4 separate regions of the Mus musculus genome follow, and regions 2, 3 and 4 are each linked to region 1. Evidence: chromatin contacts called from public promoter capture Hi-C data. All regions are on one chromosome and are shown on one strand. The core of a region is the stretch at or near the end of the contact, and the rest is flanking DNA. Distances in the headings are between cores, read along the strand shown.

What was found. Promoter capture Hi-C pulls out the DNA fragments that hold promoters and counts their contacts. Capture Hi-C pulls out chosen DNA fragments and counts their contacts.
Region 2: a contact with region 1 is called in a promoter capture Hi-C map of hippocampal neurons, with 4 times the contacts expected there. The contact joins the enhancer-like site here to the promoter of Cmtm7 in region 1. A contact is called at or near these places in 6 of 39 promoter capture datasets (the 3T3-L1 cell line, the HPC-7 cell line, cranial neural crest and 3 more), 1 of 484 Hi-C or Micro-C datasets (cortical neurons), 2 of 115 datasets of contacts at active chromatin or transcription factors (craniofacial prominence and large pre-B cells) and 1 of 9 other capture datasets (liver).
Region 3: a contact with region 1 is called in a promoter capture Hi-C map of hippocampal neurons, with 4 times the contacts expected there. The contact joins the enhancer-like site here to the promoter of Cmtm7 in region 1. A contact is called at or near these places in 5 of 39 promoter capture datasets (the 3T3-L1 cell line, cranial neural crest, hippocampal neurons and 1 more), 7 of 484 Hi-C or Micro-C datasets (the CH12 cell line, cerebellar granule neurons, cerebral cortex and 4 more) and 5 of 115 datasets of contacts at active chromatin or transcription factors (bone marrow-derived dendritic cells, cardiomyocytes, embryonic forebrain and 2 more).
Region 4: a contact with region 1 is called in a promoter capture Hi-C map of pancreatic islet. The contact joins the promoter of Ccr4 here to the promoter of Cmtm7 in region 1. A contact is called at or near these places in 1 of 115 datasets of contacts at active chromatin or transcription factors (memory CD8 T cells) and 1 of 9 other capture datasets (pancreatic islet).

The regions. Positions count from the first base shown.
Region 1 is chr9:114,780,567-114,783,610 of GRCm38.p6, reverse strand. Cmtm7 (CKLF-like MARVEL transmembrane domain containing 7) reads left to right here and starts at 1,618. Exons shown (of 5, transcript NM_133978.2): 1 at 1,618-1,943. The coding sequence starts at 1,809. Gm9888 (a long non-coding RNA gene) reads right to left here. Exons shown (of 3, transcript XR_003948087.1): 3 at 1,939-2,313.
Region 2 is chr9:115,286,710-115,289,753 of GRCm38.p6, reverse strand. The region is part of intron 1 of Stt3b (STT3, subunit of the oligosaccharyltransferase complex, homolog B (S. cerevisiae)); the gene reads left to right. Among named protein-coding and RNA genes, the nearest start is that of Stt3b, 22 kb to the left of the region's middle. Within about 2 kb of position 1,468, at least 37 of the 459 cell types and tissues checked have an H3K27ac peak or open chromatin away from gene starts, as enhancers often do.
Region 3 is chr9:115,243,791-115,246,834 of GRCm38.p6, reverse strand. Stt3b (STT3, subunit of the oligosaccharyltransferase complex, homolog B (S. cerevisiae)) reads left to right here. Exons shown (of 16, transcript NM_024222.3): 15 at 578-790; 16 at 2,790-3,044. The coding sequence ends at 2,870. Among named protein-coding and RNA genes, the nearest start is that of Gm26962, 45 kb to the right of the region's middle. Within about 2 kb of position 1,589, at least 16 of the 459 cell types and tissues checked have an H3K27ac peak or open chromatin away from gene starts, as enhancers often do.
Region 4 is chr9:114,495,078-114,498,121 of GRCm38.p6, reverse strand. It overlaps Ccr4 (chemokine (C-C motif) receptor 4), which reads left to right and starts at 1,578. Exons shown (of 2, transcript NM_009916.2): 1 at 1,578-1,624.

The sequences.
Region 1 (3,044 bases), core at 369-2,868:
TGCTGTAAGCTGGGACCTATGCAAAGGTAGGTACTTAGAATACATGAGAGAAGAGGAGACTGTGGGGTTTTTGGCGTTATAAGGGGTAACCATTTTGGCTGAGCATATTAGCAAAATGTATAGTCTGATCTCTGGCCATTTTAACTTTTGATGAGGCTTCAATCTTGTTGACTATCAAAACAAAAAAGTCTTCCTTGGACTGGAGAGATGACTCATTGAATGATTAAGAGCACCAGCTGCTCTTCCAGAGAACCCAAGTTCAATTCCCAGCCTGCACATGGCAACTTAAAACTGTAACTCCAGCTTTGTAATTTCTTCTGGCTTCTGCAGGCACCCGGCACACACATGGCGCACAGAGCTAGATGTGGGCAGAACACCCATACACATAAAATAAATTCACTAAGTTAAAAAAAAAATCAAAGAATCTATTTAAAAAAAAAAGTCTTAGGCAGTAGTGGCACACGCTTTTAACCCCAGTACTGGGGAGGCAGAGGCAGACAGATCTCTGAGTTTGAGGCCAGCCTGGATTCCAGAGTGAGTTCCAGGACAGCCAGTAATATACAGAGAAACCCTGCGTGTGGGCAGGGAGCATAAATTAGGACTAACCTGGTGTTGTTTGACTTCTAACACTGAGACAAACAAACTTCTATTCACCCCAGGTCCAATAACAGACCAGGAAAAGAAAAGTAAACATTCCATCATGAGACAAAAGAATCTCTCCTCTTTTCTTAGGCTGCTTTTATCAGACATTTTCTATGTCCTGAGATAGACGAATCTCTCTTCACCGAAGAGTAAGGTAGACAGAGTGACAGAGCAGGACACTAGACATCCTCCACTGGCCTCTGTATACACACACACACACACACACACACACACACACACACATACATACTTAAAAAGATGTACTGCGATGCTGAGAGTGGTGTCCTGATTAGCTTTAACTGTCGACTTTGACAGTGCCTAGAGTCACCTCGGTTGGGTATGGTATCATTCCAGCACCCGGGAAGCAGAGGCAAGGAGAATACCTGCGAGTTTGAGGCTAGCTGGGTTTATACAGGAGTTCCAGGTTAGCCAGTGGTACACACTGAGAGCCTGGCTTGTTTGTTTGTTTTGTTTGTTTTTGAGGCAGGATCTCTCTGTGTAGTCCTGGCTGTCCTGGGGCTCACTATGTAGACTAGGTTGACCTCGAACTCACAGAGATCCTCCTGCCTCTGCCTTCCTAGTGCTGGAATTAAAAATAAGTGCTACCCAACTCTGGCAAGAGAGAGTATGTTTTTAGAAAGAAAGAAAAAAAGGCAAAAATAACAACAACAAAAAAAAATAATAAGAAAGAAAGCAGAATGGTGGGAGGGTGGGGGAGGAAGGTCCTGAGGCGATGGACCTGTTTTTATTGCTGTAGGTGATGGTGGCACAGGTGCGTGCCCCGTGCACACACACAGAAGCAGAAATGAACAGCGCAGCACGGTATGCTCAGGGCATTTCCCCCTACTCGTGTCAGTACCTAGTAGCAGCCGCACCCACACAAAAAATCCCTGGAGGCTCATCACCAGCTGTGACCTGGGCGGTGCGCTCCTGGGAGAGGCCAGGGCCCCAGGCGTCCGGTTTCCTGCCCACGCCAGTCCAACTTCCGCGTGTCTAGAGGGCAGGGGCTTGCGGGGCATCTGCTCCCGAGTCCTCTCCGGGTCCGGCCGCAGCTGGGAAGAGGGAGCCGTGCGCCCCGCCCCTGAGGCTCCGCCCCGTCCCGTCCCAGCTTCACCGGCCAGAGGTCCCCGGGCCTCGGAGGCGGCCAGCCCGGGCTGGGTCGCGCGATGTCTCATGGATCGGGGCTCGTCCGGACCACGTGCAGCAGCGGCGGCGCGCTGGGGCCAGGCCAGCCCTCGGAGGGACTGCTGGACCGGGTGTACCCGCTCACCCACGGCGCCCTGTTCAAAGTGGCGCAGATGGTAAGAAGAGTGGAGTGGAACCTGGGGACCCGTACACGGGGCTGCACCTGGCCCGGACCTTGGGAGCACCGCGCGCCCCTTTGATGCCCCAGTGTCCCCCTAGAAAGTTCCGGGAACAGCCGACAGGATCCCTGGCCCCCTCACTTCTCCAGCTGCCTCCCTACCGGGCCCAGCTCACTTCCCCACCGAAACCCGGGGTGCGAGTTCCTCCTCGTCTTCCTTCCTCTTCTCCAGGCCGCACGTCTCGCACCCGGGCTGGGGGAGGGAGAGTCTCCTGCTATCCCCTGCCATCTCCAGGCCGCGCACGGGCTCCCGCCCGAGAGGGTAGAGCTCGGCGACAAGAGGGCTCGGCTTGACTTTCGAATCTCTGCTGGGGATCGGGAGAAGCGCCGCCTTTCAGACCATCGCCAGGTCCCCTGCGCCCTGTCAGCCTTCCGAGGCGCCTCAGAAGGCAGAACTAGTTAACTAGGTTAACTAGGCAGGCTTGTGGCTAGGGGGCTTCTGGTGCTCGCTTGGAGCCAGGCAGGGCAAGGCGAGCAGCCGGCTGTTACTGTGACCAGAGCTGCACAAAAGCTTCTGGCCCGACCAGAAGTTTACCAGGCCTGATCCTGTTCGCTCTCTACCCACCCTTCTTTTTTCCCTCCCGTTTTTGTTTTTCAACCTCTGTGCAAATGTCTCGTCTACAATACCTTTTCTGTTTGTGTGGTGTGTTTTGAAACTGGGCTGGGCCGTTTGAATTCCCTACTTATCATGGGTGGAGAGGGGAGTGGTGGTTTGTAGAAAGCTGCGGAGAGATGTAGGGACCCCAGTGCAAGGTCACAGACCCGGAAGCTGGGACCTGCCAGCGAAGCTGGAGCAGCCTCCCCCCTCCCCGACCCCCCCCCCCCGGGGCTGGTACAGGGCCAGAGCTTTGTGCCTTCCATAACCGTTATTTTGGATGCCTAGAGTGTAGAAAGGTGGGAGGAAGACGTTCCGCCTCTCCTGAGAAGGGTGCCTAAATGGACCAAGATTGGGACACAGGCAGTTTTAATACGGAACTAAAAAGGTCTGGTGCTAAGCAGTCTTGGATTTGAGTGGATGGTGTGTGGGACCCAGGCTAAG
Region 2 (3,044 bases), core at 219-2,718, 510 kb before region 1:
GGATTTTTGGGTTGTTTTGTTTTGGAAAGTAGGAATTCCTGCCAATCATTTTTGCTATAGAGATGTATGCACAAGAGAGCAAACTTTCTGTGTGAGAATGGTCTGTGTCCTGTCCTTCTGCTGCACTCTGCGCCAAAGCCATTGCTGTTCAGGAGTGACACTTGTAAGGAAGCAGACACTTTTATTATTAGCTGTTCTCCCAAAGTAGTTCTTAATACTGGGTAGCACGCTTGTCTTTGGTGGAAGGAGAGGCTGAGCCTTGTTGAGAGAAAGGGAGAATTGCTCTTATGCTCGTGCGTATACATCCCTTCCTAAGACAAGAAGAAGAAGAGCCTAGCACAGTGGGACAGACTAGACATCAGTTCACTGAAACTAGTTCTGTCAAGATTGACAGAAGTTGACCTTGGGTCCAGGTAGGGCAGAGATGGAGACACACTGCTCTGTTTTTCTTTTATGGGAGTAACACTTGGCTTGTAAGAAAGCATTTATAAACTTGATAAGGCCTTTAGGAGGTAGTGATTGTCACCTATCAAGCAGGCCTGATCAAGGTTTGTTAGGGGCCATGGTTACAGTAACTGTTAAAGAGTTTAAATCTGAAGCAACCCAGCCATTTTGCTGGACTCTTCTGTATTGGTTCCAAAGTAACTTAACAAAAGGTTCCATGTTACTCCTTTCTTTCTTTTGAGCCAGGGTCTCACTATGTAATCCTGGCTGTCCTGGAACTCACCCTGTAATCCAGGCTCGCCTCCAACTCACAGAGATCTGCAGCCTCTGCCTCCTGAGCCTTGAGTTTAAAGGCGTGTGCTGCCACCCCATGTCTGGTTTCAAGTTCATTCTTAAATTTTCTTTTAAAGATTCATTTTATGCTTATGAGTGTTTAGCCTGTGTGTGTGTGTGTGTGTGTGTGTGTGTGTGTGTGTGTGTGTGTACCATATGCATGGTGCTAAAGAGATCAGAAGTCATTCTAGAACCAAGGTCACAGTTGTGAACTATCGTGTGGGTGCTAGAAACTGAACCTGATCCTCTTCTAGAGCAACAAGTGCTATTAACTGCTGAAACATCTCTTCAGCCCCACATCTTAAAACAATTAAGAGAACTTTATCAGTTCTTAGTTACATGTTTATAGAATACATATCTAAACATGAATAACCAGTGTTTTTCAAATACTCTTAGCTTTGAACCCTTTCATTAAATGAGATTTGTACAAGTACCCAAAATATAACAGAGAAGTGCAGATTAAATGGAGGACAACATGTTCTGTATTCCAATTCTTAGGAACATAGCCAAGGGAGAGCCTTTTGGAACTCCTAAGCACTTTTAAATCTACTTCAAAATAACAGTGCCCAGAAGGGGATGTGAGTGAAGTTCTGCAGCCTCCACCGCTGCCACCGCTGCCACTGCTGCCACCGCCACCACTGCTGCCACCACTGCTCAGAGTCATCCTGGGATCAAGTTGAAGAATGTGGGTGCTGGGGCTAGAGCTGCCATCTCAGCCACTTCATAGCTGTATGACTTTGGCCAGGTGTTAGACATTTGTGCCTTAATCCAGTCATCTCATTCCGAGGTTTTGTTTGTGTTTGTGAATGTGTGCCAGATGAGAGAATGAAAAAATGCCATATTTAGTACCACAAGTTAGAAGAATTGTAAACAGTCTTCAGACCTCATAACCACGCTCCCTCTCAGGAACTGTGCCCATAGATTGACTACCTGGGGAGAGACTCCCCATCAGCTTACCCTGTGGGCGAGTTATTCCCTTGTTAATGATTGATAGACCAGCTCATTACAGGCAATTCCATCCTGGGCAGGTGAGCAAGCCATGAGGCTCAAGCCAGTAAGCATTGTTCCTTTGTGCTCTCTGCTCCACTTCCTGCCCTCAGGTTCCTGTCTTGACTGCCCTCCATGATGGGTTATAGTGGGGACATACAATCTGAAATAAGCCTCCCTTCCCCAAACTGCTTTTGGTTCAAATGTTTTATCACAACATTACCCCAGCATTTGCAGTAGAAAGCAAGCTAGGCAGGCTTGCCTTTACTTACTAGTTTCTTTAACCTCTCTCTGAGTAGGTGACTCCTTCATTCTTAAGTGTCGTACAGATGGTGTGAGATAGAACTTTATCCTTGCTTAGAGGAGTCTGTCCTATCTTCTAAATTTACTCACATTTTGTGGAACCTTTCCCATCTCTAATCTGCTTTGTGTTTATTGTATTTAAGCCCCAGAAAAACCATTTTGTTTTTCAATTTTCTTCGTACATCAAAAAAGCTTGGTATATAAATATACTTGAGAAATTTTAAAAAATAAATGATTTATCACTTTGTAGAAGTGATGCGTAGAAAAGCCTTGTGTAGAGGTGTGTGCTATTTATTCGAATGTTCTGTCAGACAAGACTTCCTGGGAGTCTTGTCTCTGTAGGAGCTTGTGTTTCCTGATTTATTTATTTTTTTAATACAAACTATAGTTAACCTAACTTCTCAACTTAAAGCAAATTAGAACTCGAGAGAAGGGTTCAAGGCTTTGCCTGGTGTTGTGTTGGCCCATGCCGGCCTCCATCTACTCCATTCATTCTCTTGTACAACACTTTCTCTTTTGCTTTTTGGGTTTCTTTGAGACAGGCTCTCCTTGTGTAGGCCATTTGGCCTGGGATTTCACTTCCCAGTGCTCCTCCCCTGAGTACTGAGATCACAAGCTGTCACTCCTGGCCTTTCTGGTTTCTCATTGCCCGCACTCATCCCAGCTGCCTCCCCGGGCCGTTACCTTTCTTCTCTGCTCCTACTTGATTGTTCCTGCCGTGTGCCTTGGGTTTGGTGCGCAGAGGCTGCGTTAGACTTGTGCTCTTGCCTTGGGTATAAAAGCTTTGTGGACTCAACTGTTTAGATGTAAGACAGTGTTTCTTTCTCATCTCCCTTGTATTGGTGTGCTTTTTCACTGCTAAATGGTTGAGGTCCTCCCCCCAGTCATTTTTTTGATTGCTTCCTTCTTAGTGTCACTTTATTTTAGAGTTTTTTAAAATTTATTTTTATGAAGGCTGTTTCTAAATGGCTGCAGTA
Region 3 (3,044 bases), core at 340-2,839, 460 kb before region 1:
TCCTCTACTCTCCTCCATCCTCTTCCATCCTCTTCCACTCTCCATCCTCCTCCACTCTCCTCCACTCTCATCCATCCTTCTCCATCCTCCTCCACTCTCCTCCATCCTCCTCCACTCTCCTCCATCCTCCTCCACCCTCCTCCACTCTCCTCCATCCTCCTCCACTCTCCTCCACTCTCCTCCATCCTCCTCCACTCTCCTCCACTCTCCTCCATCCTCCTCCACTCTCCTCCACTCTCCTCCACTCTCCTCCACTCTCCTCCATCCTCCTCCACTCTCCTCCATCCTCCTCCACTCTCCTCCACTCTCCTCCATCCTCCTCCATCCTTCTCCATGCCCAGGACCACACTTACACTGCATATCTATCAATTTGTAAGGACTCTGACATATATACTCTGATGGGTCTAGTTGTCTTCATGAATTCTTCTATCTGGGCATTGAGACCTGTTATGATGCTTCTTCCATTCTGTATTGTAGATTTAAAAAAAAGGTCATTGTCCTTTGACAGTAGTTGCTACTTTGCAATACTGAATGTTTTCCAAAAGGCTAACATTAGGTTTTGATGTTTCTTTCGCAGCTAGATTTTCGCACTCCCCCAGGCTTTGACCGAACACGTAATGCTGAGATTGGAAATAAAGACATTAAATTCAAGCATTTGGAGGAAGCTTTTACATCAGAGCACTGGCTTGTCAGGATATATAAAGTGAAAGCACCTGACAACAGGGAGACACTAGGTCACAAACCTCGAGTCACCAACATCGTCCCCAAACAGAAGTATTTGTCAAAGAAGGTGGGTGCCTGCCGAAATAATCTCCTGGGTTCAGTGGGTTAGTGGGTGAGTAGGCTGCTATTGGAAATGCTAACAACTGCTCATGAAGAACATGACGGATTGTGTGAGGAAGATACAAGGCTACAGGAGTCCTGTTTTCATCAGGAGCACTTGAGCAACCTCAAGCCACAACTTTGCAGGTGGCCTGCTGGTTGTTGGCAACCCCAATGGAAGCTTTTCTGCAGGCATTCTTACTCCAGTCTCTGCATCTCTCCCTGGGATCTAAATGGTGTCTGGCTAGTGCTGTCCTGCCTGCATGAAACTCAGAACTTAGGAGAGCTGTAGTGACTGCTTCCTCCTCTTCAGGTTAAAGCACACTTGTATTCATGCTCTACTCTTGAATGGGGCTTTTATTTTGTTTGCTGAGTAGATTGTCTGCAGTTGAATGAGCCCTTCTGAAACAAAAACCCAAACAAATCCCTTTTCTTAAGCTACCTATTTTTAATGTAATTACTATGACAGAGCTTGTAGGCAGGGATTGTGAGGAGACCATGGCAGTCCTTTCTTAACAAACAGTGGGTCAGGTAGTCTCTTACTGGGGTCATTACTCCTTTAAGTTGGGTAGATGTCCTAACCTTCCCTAGTAGAGATAGCTGACAGTGACAGTGGCCGCAGGGAGAGGTGCCGTCAGTCAGGAGTGCCACCGTGGCTATGGTTGCATAGTACTGATCAGTAAACTGATGCAGGCAGTCCCTAGGGACTCCGTAACCTGAACAGTTCACTCACACTGGCTAAGTACACGCCCACCACTTCAGAACATGAGTCACATCGCTTAGACTTTCCAAGTGGTAACTTGTATTCACTTTTATGAAGTGATTTGCAGTGTAGACTAGGCTGGTCTGAAACTAGAAACTTTACTGTCCTCACCTCCTGAATACTGGCTCTATGTATGTCTAAATAGAAATTTATTTTTAACATATTTAGTTTGAGGAGTGGAGGAGGAGGTATGCCCCACTCCTGAGGTGCAGAGATCAGAAGACAGTCTGTAGAGTTGGTTCTCTCCACCACCAGGGCAGCCTTGGTAACAAGTGTTAATGTAAAAACCTAGTTCCTGCATGAGATACATACAGTGCTTTCCTCTGCGTCTTAGATCTGGCCATCCTCTTGGTTTAGCAGATGTCCTTGTAGCAGTTTCTCCAACCATATCTGGTGCAGTCTTCTACAGAAACACCTGCATTTTAGTAGGGCTGGAGAGATGGCTCAGTGGGCAAAGTGACTGCTGACCTGATCCCTGGCACCTGCATCAGAAGCACATTATGACAGGCAGCATACACCTGTCAACCTACCACTGGCGGGGCAGGCAGATCCCTTGTCCGGCCAACCTTGCTGAATTGGTGAGCTCTAGGTTCAGTGACAGACTGTCACTGTCTCAAAAACAAGATGGAGAACAGTAGAGGTTGGCGTTGGACCTATGTGCGTGTATGCCTAAGTGCACACATATGCCCACATAAACAATATTAGACAACAAGCTGTGAAGAATTGTTTTATTTTTACAAGATTTATGAAACTAGAGGAATGTTTGTTTTCATCTTGACATGCTGCCTTCCTCAGAGGACATGACAGAATAGGCCAAGGGATTTTTGCCTTTTAAGTTTTGAAGGTACATGGATTATCATCCTCATTCTGCAGATGGGAGAGTGGGGCTCTGAGACGGGCTCCATTACTGTATTTCTGACACAGCCAGTTTCCTGCGGCTGCTTAGCCAGCAGTAGCATCACCTTTCTAGTTCCTTAGACTGGACCTGGACTCTGCTGTTGTTCCCACTAAGCGTGTAGTGCTTGAAGAGGGAGACAGGAGGGACGCTGTCGGTCCTCTAAAGCTACTCATCCAAGTTTTCTTACAGGACAGCAGTGCACTGTCAGGTCCCAAGACTAACTTTCATAACAAAAGCTGGGTGTGTCTAGGTGCTTCTGTGTGTGAGACACCTGAACTAATTCCATGTATTCTTCTCTCTTTCTAGACTACTAAAAGGAAGCGTGGCTACGTTAAAAATAAGCTAGTGTTTAAGAAAGGCAAGAAGACCTCTAAGAAGACTGTTTAAATGCGCTGTTCTGGCCTCACTTGCAGCAGTCCTTGAGAGAACCGGTCTTTGCCTTCTGCTCATGTCCTGTTTCACAGCACCAAGGGTACAGAACATCGCTGGGCCAAGTCAATGTACAAAATGTTCTGGCAATGCCTCATTTAAAATTAAATTGGTTTATTGAGAACAGCTGTT
Region 4 (3,044 bases), core at 329-2,828, 290 kb after region 1:
CATTCTGGTTACCTGCTCAGTCCTTTTTTTTTTTTTTTTTTTTGATTTGTAGTTTACTATTGCTTTAAAAAAAAAAAAAAGATTATTTGCCGGGCATGGTGGCACATGCCTTTAATCCCAGCACTCGGGAGGCAGAGGCGGATTTCTGAGTTCGAGGCCAGCCTGGTCTACAAAGTTCCAGGGCAGCCAGAGCTACACAGAGAAACCCTGTCTCAAAAAAAGAAAAAAAAAGATTTATTTATTTTTAGTCAGGTGTAATGGCACACATCTTTAATCCTACACTTCAGAAGCAGAGGCAGGCAGATCTCTGAATTTCAGGGCAGCTGAGGCTACAAACTTCATGTCTCCTGCCCCAGAAAAACAATGTTTATTTATTCTCACTTGTATGTGTATGAGGCTTTGGCCTACATATATGTAAGTGCGCCACATGTGTGCAGTAGCCACAGAGACGAAGAGAGTGTCAGGTCCCCTAGAAATGGAGCTACAGACACTTGGGTACAGAGAGCTGGTGGCAGGTCCTCTGTAAGAGCAGCCAGTGCTCTTGTCTCTTCTGACCCTGATGTTTCATTTGAAATCCTCCCTGCAGGAAGGTCTCCTGGTTCTTAAGGAGTGGGGATGCACTGTGCCAGGCTGCCTGCTGGTTACCTCTGGGTAGTAGCAGCTTGCCCATCCCACAAGGCTGAAAGCTGCCCTGGGTCTCAAGATCAACTCATGCTCCCCCTGGCAGCTCAGTCATTTCCGGTTTTGTTTATATGGATGGAGGTTTTGCCTCCATGTGTGTTGCTGCGTCGAGCTTGTGCCATGTCTAGGAGAGGGCAGCAGATCCTCTGAAAATGGAGTTACCTGACGAAGTCACCTTGTAAGTCAGACTCACATCATTAAATCAACTTTCCCCTCCTCTGCATGTTTTTGTTCGGTTTGTTGTTTTTGGTTTGTTTTTGTTTTTGCTTGTTTTGTTGTTGGTTGTTTTGTTTTGTTTCTTGTTGGTTTTTTTGTTTTTGGTCTTCTCCCAGAGTTGAAGACCTAATCAAGGGACTCGTGCTCACAGTTTTTCTTTTTTTAAACAACTGCTCTTTGTGGTCCTGCGATTAGACCCAGGGCTTTGATCACTCTAAGCAAACCCTCTGCCTCTGTGCGCCATCCCTAACCCACAGCACATATATTTCACAACTTGAAAAGCCTTAAAGTTTCCCTTTTTATTCTCCCTCCCTGTCCCTTCCCTCCATGCCCTCCCATCCATTCTTTTTTGAGGCAGGTTCACATGTAGTTCAGGTTAGCCTTAAACACACTATGTAGCCCAGGATGACCGCCTGCCTCCACCTCCCACGTGCTGGGATCACAGTCTACGCCGCTGCACCTGGCTCTTACCTTCTTGTCATTTTTCTTCCCTGCCACAGAAGAAACTACACCAGCCTAGCTTTGCGTTTGGGGAAATGAGTCACTCAGCTTTTTTTTTTTTTTTTCTTTCTTCTTCCTTTTGTCAAGAAGCCCCACATGGGTGAGGGGAGAGTTGGTATATCACAGTGTCACAGGAAGTCACATACCCTTCAAAGCACCTTTGCTGCTTCTAGGATCCTGGCATTGCTTCATAGACTGTCCTCAGGATCACTTTCAGAAGAGCAAGGTAGGTGGAGACAGGGACATTCGCGGGACCTGTGGCTGCGCTGCTGCAGGTGCCTGTGGCTTCGGGGAGCACGGACAGGTGACTAGCTACCTGCCTGGCCCCACACTCAGGTTTTGTTTTGTTTTGTTTTGTTAATTTATCTTGTTGTATGTGTAAGAATGTTTTGCCTGCAAATATGTAAGTGCCCACGTGTGTGCTTGTGCCTAAGGAGGTTGTAAGAAAAGGAAAAGGGCCTCGGATCCCCTGGAATTGGGGTTACAGATGGTTTCGAGCCACCATCCGGGTGTTAGAAATTGAAGCCGTGTCCTCTTCCAGAGCAGCCAGGGACCTTAGCCACCAAGCCATCTCAGCAGCTTCACACTCAGGCTTCTTAATCTTGCTGGTGCTGGCCTCTGTCTTGGAGAACACACACTTCCTACCTGTCTGCAGGCAGGCCGCCTGAGGCTTCACCAGCCAGGCATCCATTCCGGACTCGGCTCACGCCCTCAAGTCTGACGAGGACTGCAAACTTTTCTGCTTGTTCCAGCAAGGAATATCACATACCCAGGAATTACGGCATCGTAGGTGACTTACTTACTTAATTAGTAATTTTCTTTTGAAATGTATTTTATTACATTTCTTTATGTAGTGCAGGTATATATGGATGTGTGTGTGTGCCTATATACGGAGGGTGCGTGTCAGAGGGTAATTTGCGGGAGTCTGTTTTTTTTTCTACCATGTGAGACCAAGGAATTAAACTCAGGGTTAGGCAGATGTCTCCATTTGCAGAGCATCCTCTTGGCCTCACTTGGTTTTGAGAGTCAGATACAGTGCAGGCTGGCCTCACCCTCAGTGTTGCTGAGCATGGCCTTGAACTTCTGGCCTTCCTGCCTGTGCCTCAGCCTCTCAAATGCTGGCATATATATATGGGCCAGTAGACTGGACTATCCTTTTTGTTTGGCGGTTTGTTCTTCTGAGCCTATCTTCATTCTTCTGTTTTACTGAAATTTTTTTCCCCCTTTAAACTTTACTGGTAAAATGATAGCAACACAAGACAGTTGTTAGTCACTGACAAGCCTCCCAGGAGACTCTCCCATGTGACAAGTCTTCATCATGCTTTTCCAAGGGGAAAAAAAAAAAAAAACCAAAGAAATAAAATCTCTTTTGAAAAAACACCAGGGGTAGGGGTGATGGTTCAGTGGGCAATGCGTTCGTACCTAAAACACAGGGCCTTGAGCTCTCCAGAAGGTGAGCAAAAGCCAGGAGTGGCTGTGCACGCCTAGGACCTCATAGCCCTCCCCCTCGGTGGAGACACCGTGGAGACGGATAAATGGGAGGTTCCTTGGCCAGCCTGTCTTCCCAAAACAGAGAGTCCTGGTATTGAGACTGTATCTCAAAAAACAAGGTAGAGAGTGATAGCAAAAGACACCTCTGGCCTCCA